3 separate regions of the Sus scrofa genome follow, and all the other regions are linked to region 3. Evidence: chromatin contacts called from public Hi-C and HiChIP or PLAC-seq data. All regions are on one chromosome and are shown on one strand. The core of a region is the stretch at or near the end of the contact, and the rest is flanking DNA. Distances in the headings are between cores, read along the strand shown. Region 1 has its middle 58 kb from the start of RNF217. Region 2 holds the start of LOC110256655. Region 3 has its middle 19 kb from the start of TPD52L1.

What was found. Hi-C and Micro-C count contacts between places; a contact is called where the count stands out from the background. HiChIP or PLAC-seq counts read pairs in DNA pulled down with a chosen protein or histone mark.
Region 1: a contact with region 3 is called in a Hi-C map of retroperitoneal adipose tissue, with 2.6 times the contacts expected there. The contact joins two enhancer-like sites. A contact is called at or near these places in 33 of 47 Hi-C or Micro-C datasets (adipocytes, adipose tissue, alveolar macrophages and 18 more) and 2 of 2 datasets of contacts at active chromatin or transcription factors (alveolar macrophages and skeletal muscle).
Region 2: an H3K27ac HiChIP or PLAC-seq map of alveolar macrophages shows a contact between it and region 3. The contact joins the promoter of LOC110256655 here to the enhancer-like site in region 3. A contact is called at or near these places in 18 of 47 Hi-C or Micro-C datasets (adipocytes, alveolar macrophages, embryonic fibroblasts and 10 more) and 2 of 2 datasets of contacts at active chromatin or transcription factors (alveolar macrophages and skeletal muscle).

The regions. Positions count from the first base shown.
Region 1 is chr1:37,967,723-37,971,832 of Sscrofa11.1, reverse strand. No RefSeq gene overlaps it. Among named protein-coding and RNA genes, the nearest start is that of RNF217, 58 kb to the right of the region's middle. Within about 2 kb of position 2,227, at least 24 of the 83 cell types and tissues checked have an H3K27ac peak or open chromatin away from gene starts, as enhancers often do. A contact at or near this core is called in alveolar macrophages, omental adipose tissue and retroperitoneal adipose tissue, where this site is marked.
Region 2 is chr1:37,910,219-37,913,942 of Sscrofa11.1, reverse strand. It overlaps LOC110256655, which reads right to left and starts at 1,724. Exons shown (of 3, transcript XM_021072815.1): 1 at 1,163-1,724. The coding sequence starts at 1,628. It overlaps RNF217 (probable E3 ubiquitin-protein ligase RNF217), which reads left to right and starts at 1,821. Exons shown (of 6, transcript XM_021072754.1): 1 at 1,821-2,803. The coding sequence starts at 1,925.
Region 3 is chr1:37,779,219-37,782,845 of Sscrofa11.1, reverse strand. No RefSeq gene overlaps it. Among named protein-coding and RNA genes, the nearest start is that of TPD52L1, 19 kb to the right of the region's middle. Within about 2 kb of position 1,310, at least 22 of the 83 cell types and tissues checked have an H3K27ac peak or open chromatin away from gene starts, as enhancers often do. A contact at or near this core is called in alveolar macrophages, omental adipose tissue, retroperitoneal adipose tissue and 1 more, where this site is marked.

The DNA of each region.
Region 1 (4,110 bases), core at 978-3,477, 190 kb before region 3:
TCCCTTGGACCTCCCAATCACTTATGAAGTATATATTTCCACTATCCCCATTTTACATCCAGGAAAGCTGAGGCATCGAGTTGCAGTGACTTTCCCTAATGTCATAAACTAGTAAACAGCAGAGGCAAGATTTTAACTCAAGCCGTCTAGCTCTAGACTCTATCCTTTTAACCTTTTTTAACTATGCTATCATTCACACTACTTCTGAGTTAATTTTCCAAAACATCGATTTAATTACAAAAAATTAAATCGAATTCCTTGGCTTCCCTTACAAGTTCCTTCACATCTGTCTCAACAAACTTTCCCTACTTCTTCACCACCTCCCTCCCACCTCCACTCTGGCTGAACCCGCACTGAAGGTTCTGGTCCCTCTGAACTTCTATTTTATGAACATCTACAGCCTAAAATGACCCTCTTAATTCTCTTGGCTTGGTACACTTACAGTCATTCATCAAGACTGAAATCAAAATTCCATTCTCTATATAAAATCTTCCCGGTGTATCCATGATGAAGTTAATCACCATGTTCCTAAGTACTTTTTTCACTTATTATCATCCAGTTGCATTATGATTCATTTACTTAACTGCTGGATCTGTGGCTACTTGAGAATATAGTCAAGGTATTATTCATTGCTAATGTCTGTGTCACCTAAGGACCATATTAATAATCCTATCTGATGCTGCTAATTGGCAATTTTGAGAAGAATACTTAAAATATGCAGAAATTTTCAGTGTTTTTATATGGGGTGTCTTGAATATTATTAACTCTTCAAAAGGTAAATATTATCCACAATTTATACAGGAGAAAACTGAAAGTCAGAAAAAGACACAAGGCAAGTATGTAGAGAGACAAAGTAAGTATGCAAGTGGGGGGAACATGATGAATGTCCATGCCAAAGAAGTTCAGTGATTAAGAAACTTTTTGGAATGCTCTAAGCATCTCTATTTAGCAAAAAGTAATGAAAAAGCTATTTATTATCTGGAAATATGAAACTGTCTTTAAGATATGCTTTTGAAATTTAAAAGTTCAGTTCAACAATAATACTAATAGAACACTAAATATGTGGAAGGAATTAGAGCTGAAGGAAGCCTCAAAAAAATGATGATGCAAACCACAAAGTTCCTGTTTTCTAAATCTTGGGAACAGCATACAGGAACATTTACTTGGTTACAGTGTATATCTTGGACATTAGAAGGACTGAGGACCTGAAAGCTGCCACTGGAATCAGTAGCTGCTATGAAGATGGCTTGAGGGCAGAGACCTTCTCTTAGCCCCTCTACTGCATCCAATATACATTTATGTTATTAAAGGCAAGGAGAAGAAATGTTAGAAGAGTTTTTGCAGTCTTCTTCCTTTTTTCTCCCCATAACAACATCAAAGGCTCCTCCTGAGAGTCTTTGATTTATTCAATTGCTTATTCATTCATTCATGCTTTCCTTCAATAAACAGTATATCATCATTACTTTATGCCAAGCACTGTTCTATATGCCAGAGACACAGAATAAACAAGGCAAACCACAGCCCTGCTTGTGCAATAGGGCATGTCTTCTTCCTCAGAGGTATAATCTTCTGCAGTGGAAGTTCATCACATTAAGATGTTAGCCTCTCCTGCTTGTGCTTTTTGCCTAGTGAAAATCCCTAATGATCAAAGCATTCAATTAAGTTCCAAAAGGATCAAATTTTCATTTTAGGTTGAGAATCAAGATAGTCAAGGAAGATCAAGGAAGAAATACGGCTTTTAAAACTGTGAACTCTGTGAGATAATCTTAAATTGGCATGCTCACACTTTCTAAAGTGACAAAAAGAGCAAATTGGGGAAAACGGCTATAGAAAGAGAAAATCTGATCAGAAGAGTACAAAGTCTGCCTTCTTGACAAAGAATGGGAATTTGAGAAAGAGTGCCATTTGAATATCCAATAATGATCACACACGAATATATAAAATATAAATTCTGTCTCTGAATTACAATAATAATGCTTCATTCCAAATAAAATTTGTTTAGAGCCCTTGATTTTAACTTGATAATTCTTCACTCCCAGGTGGAAATAAACGGCCCCCATCCTTTCCAGGATAAAAGAATACATTATACATAGTACAAGAATGGTTGAAAGTTCCTGGAGAATAGATATGACACCACATTACCAATTATAGAACTGATTTACGATGTGTCCTGAGACGTGCTGGGGACTTTCCCTATTTATAACATGGGGTTCGTAGAACTTGTCGGTAAGAACGTGTGAACCCTCAAGTAAAATTTAGTACATGGCGCCTAGTCTCAGAGTTATCATATTATTACCTCAATTGGAATTGGCTTTGTGACAGATTTCAAATACCAGAATCCTGCAAAACAACTGCAACAAGTCTGTACATTCCTAGCAAACCTGACAGCACATTCAAAATATTGGTGCATCTGGTTTTCCCTCAGGCAGCAGCTGCAGCTGCTCAAGTTGCTGTGGAATCTGAAGTGACAGCCCCCTCCTGGCAGGCAGCGTCGCTGTCATTCAGAAGAGAGATCACAGAGCCCGATCCTTTCTGTCTTTGAGGCACAGCTCACAGACGTCAGCGGGAGACCTGATGGCATGTCAAACAGGAGATTAGAAACCTGCAAAGCTGGAATGTCTTCTCCTGCACATGGTGATTCAACTGTCTCTGAGGAGACAGGACAGACCTAGGAATGAGGGAAGATGCACCTGAAGTCTTTACCTTAGGTTTTCATCAACAAGAGACAAGCAGACGACCCAGAAGTATGATCTTTGATGCTGACATCTATGGGGTTTTTTTTAAGTGAGACTTTATTTTAAATGGCTCTGGGGGCGGGGGCAGTGCAGGGGAAGTTTAAGAAAACATAAGCAGGCTACATTTTTTTTTTCTTCCTTTTTCTGCAACTCTTTTCTACAACAGGATTTCCTGGTCGCATCACGAGGAACTATGTAAATACGCCTCCTTCGACTTAGTGGCAAGTTAGTGGCAAGAATCATTTCCTGTCAGGTTCTTTCAAGGAAGAAAAAAGACCAGACCCCTTCTCCCCAAACAGCCAAAAATAGAAAATACATATTGTCATATGAAATTGGATCAGAAAAAATTTTGTAAGAGAGACAAGCATTATTCTATAATTTGGTTCTTAACTTGGTTGCTTTTGTTTCATGGCATTTTGTTTCATACTGTTCTTTTGGGCAAACACCCTACTTCCATTGTAATACACTGGTATTTCCATCTTATCATTGCTTAAAATAAATTTCACTCCTTAAAAGATTTAGGCTTTATATCAAGCCCAGGGTAATTTATTGTTAAAAACACTTTCTCTCCATTCTCATTCCCACCTTGCTTTTATTCATTGTGAAAGTAGGAAGTCTTCAGTTAACACAGACGTGGGCATTTAGTTTAAGCAAAATGTGCCAAAATGTTTTTCCACACCAAAACAGAAATAAATAAAATTCATGGAACTAGATAGATCATTTGCCTTCTTATGCAGATGATTCACTCTCTCATTCTCACTTTTTACTCTAACTTAAAACATTTAATACTTCCACATCAGTGTCATTTAAATCCTTTAAGCAGTGGCCTGAAGAGCTCAGCCATCCCTGCCTACTTGAAGTGTTCTTGGTATTTCTCTAACTCAAATATCCTTACAATTGCTGAGTTGTTCACCGCTTCAGTAGGCAAATATTCTCACTCTCATATATGTGTGTGCGTGTGTGTGTGTGTGTGTAAATGTATAAAATGCTGTAGATAGATCGATCAATCGATCGATCAATTGCTAGATAGATAGATATGAGAGAGAGATCTGTTAAATGAAACACCCCCTGGGAAAAGCTGTTCTAAAGAGCTTTAGAAGAATTTAGTTCCCTATAACTACATGGCACCATGTATTATAACAGATGAAACATTTTGTCTCCAGCAAACGTGTATAAACACCAAATATACAATTCTCATTTTGCAAGTAAAACCAAGAATAAATCTCACAGCATCAAGTCATGTCAGCCTGCTTACATCTTTTGCTTTTCTTTTTTCTTTTAAATCAGGGGAAGACAGATGAGTAACTGTCTCTACAATATCCGGAGGAACACCAGTGTAAGAGACAACCTTCTCTGATGCTTAAGTGCTATGGTC
Region 2 (3,724 bases), core at 475-2,974, 130 kb before region 3:
AGAATGTGTATATATATATATGACTGGGTCACTGCTGTACAGCGGAAATTGACATAACATTGTAAATCAACTATAATAGAAAAAATAAAAACCTTAAAAAAAAGAAAAGTAGTTATCAGATGGCATACACAAAAGACACATACATGTGGGCTTCTTGTCCCCTGTCTTTAAAACAATAAACACTAGGATTGGGAGAAAACAGCATTTACTAGGAAATCAATTATCCAAGATGGAAAAAAAAAATCCCTAAATAGCATTCAATCTTCCAAATAAAAATTCTTCATTCTTGGGTCAGACTGATAAATGAGATGGCATTTAGACCCATTGATTCGATTCGTCCCTTTACGGAGCCATCAGACACACGACGGAAATGCTCTTTAGTGTCATCCTGCTTTCTTAGTACTGTGTAGCTAGTCACCTTTCTATCATTTGTATCCGAACAATATTTTAGAACAACCAATAACAACTTCAAGAGGACAATTTTGACACACTTCACAGCTCCTTCCTATTACATTAATGCGTAAATTGAATTCCCTCTCAAGATGGGGGAAAAAGTAAAAGGTTGGCTTCCCAAAAATGTTTTCATTGGCTTTAGGGAACTAAAATGCACCAGTCTGGGTGACTAATACTTCCTGGAAAATAAAGATAGATCAACACATAATTAAGTTCTGGCTCAAATATAATTGTTGTCTTGGAAACAGTTTTGGGGTAAATATGGTTATGCTAATGAAACTTTTCATGATTTCCACCAATGATCCAGTTTATTAACTAGGCCAGACCATCTTACTACCTTATGCTACAAATTTTGGAATATTCAAGGGGTTAAAAAAGTTCCTAAGAGAACTGTGACAAGGAGGGAAAGGGATACATCTTAAATTCGTTATTTATCAGCTTTCATAAGGCTTCCAGTTGGAGGAGTAGGTTAAGAGTGCTTTTTGGCGTATTTGTGGCTTTCAAACATCCTTCCTACTTCATTAAACAGAAAACTATATATACCGCGTTTTGAATTAATAATTCCTAGCGTTATTTCTCTGAACTCCCTCTTCGGAGGATTTAAAATGAGACGAACTCAAGAGGAACACGCGACACCAAAGCCCTCAAGTAGCCAGTGTTTTCTAGTTCCAGCTTTCAGTAAAGAGTTTTGTAGGAAGTTTCTACTCACAGCGTAGCCCAAAGGGCAGCTTGCCTGCTCTGGAGGTTTTGGTCGAGGCCCAGTGTGAACTCCGGGCGCGAGAGCGCATCCCGGCTCTGAGATCACACCCACTCGGGGTGTGCGTGAGTGAGTGCGCGGTGCCCGCGCGCGTGTGTACGTGTGGGGAGGTGTGCGCCAAAGGGGTGGGGTGAGGGGCGGCGAAGAGTGCTCTAGGTGAAGCACGAGGAGCGGGAGAAGGAGGTCGCGCGCTCCGGCCTCTCCCCCAGGGGCCGCGGCGGCTGGCTCGCGCTCCGGCTGCCCCTCCGGGTGCGCGCCGCGGCGGCGCCACAGGCCCCTGGACCCTTGGACCACCGCCCTCCGGCCGCCCGGTTTGCAGCGGGGTCCGGCGATGGCGCGGGACTGACGGCCGCCTCCCCTCAGACCCTTCTGTCCCGCCCGGGGCTCCCGGGGGCCGCGGCACCGCCCCGACCTGCATGTGGGGAGGGCGCGCCGGTTGCCGGAGCGAGCGGCCCTCGGCGCCCCCGAGGCGGTGCCCCGCCGCGCGGGAGGACGAGGAGGAGGAGCCGCGGGCCGGGCCGGGCTCCCTGCGCGCCGCTGCCCGGGAGCACGGGCTCCCCGGAGGGAGCTCGGGGCGTCCCAGCCCCGGAGGAGGGACCCGGAAGCAGAAGCGGAGCCGCGAGTCGAGCCGAGCCTCTGCCCCCGCTGCCCGCCGGCGCCGGGTAGGGGTCCCGGCGGCTGGATGGGCAGCGGCGGCTCGGGCCGCGGGCGGCGATGGGCGAGGAGCAGAGCACGGTGAGCGGCGGCGGCGGGCCCCGGGAGGCGCGGACTCCCGCTAGTGGCGCCGCGGGCCATCCCGAGCCCCCGAGGCCGCCGGGGGACAGCGCCGGGGCGCCCGGGCCGCGCACCGCCTCCGCGGAGCTGAGCGGCCGCAGCTGCGGAAGCAACTCGGGCTGCGCGGATACGAGCGCCCCGGAGCCAGAGAGGAGCCGGGGAACTCCGAGCTGGAGGAAAAGCCACGCGCCGGGTCAACCCTCGGGACTGGCCCTCACCGGGCCCCTCAACCCCCAGGCTTTGCAACAGCAGCTGGCCAAGGAGGAGGAGGAAGCGAGGAGCCGAAACGAGGGAGGGGATGAACAGCAGGAGGCGCCCCCGGGCGAGGAGTCCGAGCCCCGGACCCGCGTCGGGGTCCCGGACGGACTGGTCCTGGACGTGCTAGGGCAGCGGCGCCCGCCTCCCGCCAAGAGACAAGTCTTCTGCTCTGTTTTCTGCGTGGAGAACGACCTGCCCGAGGTCCCCTCGGCGGAGCGGCTTTCGCTGACCGCGTCGTCGCCACCTCGGGCTCCTCCAGTGATCAACCCTCCCAGCACCCCCTCCTCCTTCCCTAGCCCCCCGCTGTCTCTCCCAACGGACCCCCTGTCTCCCGACGGCGGCAGCATCGAGCTGGAGTTCTACCTGGCGCCCGAGCCATTCTCCGTGCCCAGCTTGCTGGGAGCTCCACCCTACTCTGGCCTGGGTGGGGTCGGGGATCCCTATGCGCCCCTTATGGTGCTGATGTGCCGGGTGTGCCTGGAAGACAAGCCCATCAAGCCCTTGCCCTGCTGCAAGAAGGCCGTGTGCGAGGAGTGCCTCAAAGTCTACCTGAGTTCCCAGGTAAGCTCAGCACCTCTATCCTTCCTCTGTTCCCCATTCAGCATTCCAGAGCACTGGCCAGGATGGCCAGCTCGCCAGCTCCCTGCTCTGCTCGCGGGAGGAGGTGATGAATGCCCTTACAGAGGACCTCTGTCAGTTTCTCACTTCTCTGTTGTTGTCCTTAGAATATTTAAGTGTGTTTGTCTTCACTGGTTAAGGTGACCGGAATTTAATTCTGCGTGAACTTCAGGCTTTGATCAGCAACCGTAGAACCAGGTGGTACACTTGAATTGCCCTCTGCTTATTTCTTTTATTAGATTGCCAGCAAGACCTTGCAGGAGGAAGAGGGCAATGAGAGTGCTTTTGAGGCCTGGTATTCCAGAACCTCAAATAGTGGGCAGAAAATAAACATATGTTGAGTTGGTGGAGAGAAGTGTTGCAAGGAATGATACCTGAATTTGAAATTTTGCTCCATTTAGTTAGTCCAGGAAAAGCGTTTTTAATTTATTTATTCCTGGCTCTGGTCCACTTTTCAGTTTCTTTTTCCACAGGGAAGTTGAAGTACTTTTTCAGCGGGCTTTATTTCTTTAAGAGGGAACAAAACAGAAAGAGCAAAGCAAAGTAAGGCTAAGAGGCTTAGCAAAACAAGCACTGGTGAAACGTTCTTCCTCAGCTCCTTATTTGAAAGCTTGTTTTTTTTCTTGGAAAGTTTAAGAGTGTAACAGGCCGACTTTCCTTCACTGGTGGTGAATGCTTCCTTCCAGCAGTTTTCAGTCTGTTATGTTTCTGCCAGTGTTTTGCACAATCTGGAATGCCCTTTGATCTGGTGTCTGATTGTCCTGGGCCTATTCATCTTTCAAAACCCAGGCTGTTCAGGTGCCAACTTTTCTGTGAAGTCTTACCTCACTCTCTGGGCTGCTGCTTATATACTTTCAAAATACT
Region 3 (3,627 bases), core at 61-2,560:
ATTTAAAAACACAAAACAAATTTTTGTAAAATTATTACAAAACAATGTCATGTAATAGAAGTCACAACACTGGTTACTTTAGGGGTGGGATTTATTGACTAGGAAGGGATAATAAAAACATTATATTATTTCGTCTACGTGTTAGACAAAGTACTAGTAGGAACTTAATAGAAAATAATTAGATTATTAGAAATGAAACTTACAATAGGCCAGATTTTAATCCTCAGATCCCATTGAGGTAGGTTTGCAAAGAGGTTAAAACCACAGCTGGGTGGCTAGGCTGCTGTACTCAAATCCCAGCTCTGCCTCTTGCAGGCTGTGTAACCTCAGGCAAGTTACTTAACCTCTCTGTGGCTCAGTTTTCTCTTCTGTAATGGGGATAGGAGTACATGCCTGCAAATGAGCTGTGAGAGTTAACTGAGTTTCAAAACAAGTAAAGCACTTAAAACTGCCTTGCTCTTAACAAGCTTTCAATAAATGTTAGCTCTTCTTCTGTTAGTGATTGTTTCATTACGAACATGCTGGCCCATACAAAATAATTTATTGATATCAGTCACAAGTGCTAGAAGGTGCTAGCTTAGTATCATTCCTAGACATCGTTTTGCCAAAAGGCAAATTATTTTAATGGGTAATGCTTGACATGCACCTGCTACGTGTTCACATAGTATGTCCACACATGGTTCCATAGTGTAGCAGTTATCAAGTCTGCTTTACATATAGTATGTCCACATGTATTCTTTATAATCCTTACAACCACCCTGCGGTGTTGTATTATCCTCGTTTTACCCAAATAACAAAATTCCAGGATTTGTTTGAAGTCACCCTGCAAAGGTTTAATTCTAACTCAGGGCTGCTGCCTGCCAGTAGGAAGTTCCTTCCCCTGGGAAAATTCTTAAATCTTTTGAGAAGAAAGAAAGAAAGGAAGAAAAGGAGGGAGGAAAGGAAGAAGAAAGGGAAAGAAGGAAAGGAAAGGAAAGGAAGGGAAGGGAAGGGAAGGGAAGGGAAGGGAAGGGAAAGGAAAGGAAAGGAAAGGAAAGGAAAGAAAAGGAAAGGAAAGGAAAGGAAAGGAAAGGAAAGGAAAGGAAAGGAAAGGAAAGGAAAGGAAAAGAGAGGGCGGGAAGGAGGGAATGAAGGGAGAGAGGAAAGAAGAAAAGGAGATACGCTTTCGCAATTTCAACATCCTCCCCAGTGCTCGTCACAAACAAATCAAGATTGCCTTTGTCCACAGCACAGGAGGCATAGAGGGCATCTCTGAGCAGGTGCCTCCAAAGAGACCTGTACCGCGCACCCTCTACCAGCGCGCGCGGCGGGCGAGCCAGGCACACCCGATTGAGTGGGAGGGGCCCCAAGGCCACAATAGTCCTGAAATCCTGGAGTATCAAAGCTTTCCTTCCAGGGAGGCGGAGCCGGTGCTCGCCAACGTCTTGGTTCCCCGCGACCCGTACCAGGCCGCCCGCTGCCCTGATCACAGGCAGTCTGGCTGTGTGAGGGCGGCGACCGCCCTGCCGCTGGATGTTGGGCTGGGAGAGGGGTGGGGCGCTGCCCGCCGCCTCTGTCCCCCCTCCCCCGCCCACCTGCGCTGTTGCCCCCTGGCCTGGATAAGGGTCCTGGGGAAACCCGGGTCTCCTCCGCGTGCACACGAGGATCGACCCTCAGGCGGCGAAACCTGAGTGTTTAAGGAAGGAAGTCGTTGTATTTGTTTGTTTTTAAGTTGAGGAGGTGAATTATTTAAATTGAACTAATTTTATGCGGAGGCTAGAAGACAGCTGCCTGAAGTGTCCTGGTTGCATCTTCCATTTGCCAGATCACTTATAAAACTGGCTGAAACACTTTCTCTTTAAAAACGTTACCCAAAAGGAAAGGAACCTAAGGAGAACGGGATGAAAGGAAGAAGGGAAAGGAAATAGAAAAGAAAGGGAAATGTGAGAGCTAAAATAGGAAAGAGGAGCCAAGAATTACCAGGAAAAGCCTGAATCTGGATGGGGATGAAGTGAAGTCAGGACAGTGGATTTCAATCCCAAACACAATTTTCATTCCAATACATCAGCGTGTCCTGTTTTCCCCAAATCATCAGAATTACCATTGTTAAATTATTTGTTGGCATTGACTGAGTCTGAATAACTTACCCAGTCATACAGCCTGTCAGGGACAGAGCAGAGACCTGAGCCCAGGCTGGTACCCGTGAGCCCCAGCACCGAGTAGCTTTTCCATCTCCTCTTACTAACCCGGGGACCTGAGGTAAGTTACCCAAAGAATGAAAGAATACTTTCCCCTCTCCCCTATATGGAATTCTCTGGAAGAGTGGAACAGTTTCCAGCCATATCTAAGACAGAACCTTGGATACACCACAGAGCAATTTAGGGAGCACCCCCAGCTTCCACCGAAACCCCCCACACACACCCTCTGTTTCCTCAAATAACCTGCCTTTGAGATGCCTGGCAATTCTGCCTAAGATGCACCACCAGTGCAACAGGAACTGTTTTCCTTCTAGAAAATCTGTGATTAATCCTTACAGTACAAAAGAAGCAACATCTTCCATTAAAATTGGAAAGCCACCTAACCTTTCATGACCTGCTTCTTTGAGTGTTGCATTGAAATTAAAAACACCCCACACTTTGAAAATGATCCTTACTAATTTAAATGAATCTAAACAGTTGTTAAACTGTAAATAGGCAAGCCCCTTTTCATTAGGAAATCTTTGGCGTGGCACATTTATTTAGACCAGGGATCATATTTTTCTGCAATATGCAGTTTTGGATAATCAATTGAGAACAGTGAATACACTAAAAAGTGTATCACTTATGGATATAAATTTCTTTTCAGAAATAAAATTCATCATAAAAGAGAAGATGTTTTTTCTTTTGTTCCTCTCTCTCTCTCTCTCCTTTTTTTTTTTTTTTTTTTTTTTGTCTTTTGTCCTTTTAGGGCCACACCTGCGGCTTATGAAGATCCCCCGTCTAGGGGTCTAATTGGAGCTGTTGCTGCCGGCCTATGCCACAGCCACAGCAACACCAGATCCGAGTCACATCTGCAAACCACGCCACAGCTTGTGGCAATGCTGAATTTTTTTTTTTGTCTTTTTGCCATTTCTTGGGCCTCTCCCTCGGCATATGGAGGTTCCCAGGCTAGGGGTCCAATTGGAACTGTAGCCACCAGCCTACGCCAGGGCCACAGCTATGCAGGATCCAAGCCGCATCTGCGACCTACACCACAGCTCACGTCAATGCCGGATCCTTAACCCACTGAGCAAGGCCAGGGATCAAACCCTCAACCTCATGGTTCCTAGTCGGATTCGTTAACCACTGAGTCACAATGGGAGCTCCAGCAATGCTGAATTCTTAACCCACTGAGCAAGACCAGGGGTTGGCCCACCATGGGAACTCCTAGCTTGCATTCTTAAGCAAGAAACTTAGATCACATGAATAAGGAGGTCTAGGGGTTGAAAAGAGGCTGATTTGAGTCCAGAGGCCTGGCTTGTACTGCCTGCTCCTGGGTGCTGTGTCCCTGGAGCAGGTGTTCAATCTCAGTAGCCAAGTTTCTGTCCTTGAATTTGGGGGAAGCAGAATGCTAACAAACTAACATGTATTATATGAGCAGTGCTATGTAGTAAAATCAAACTACAACAAT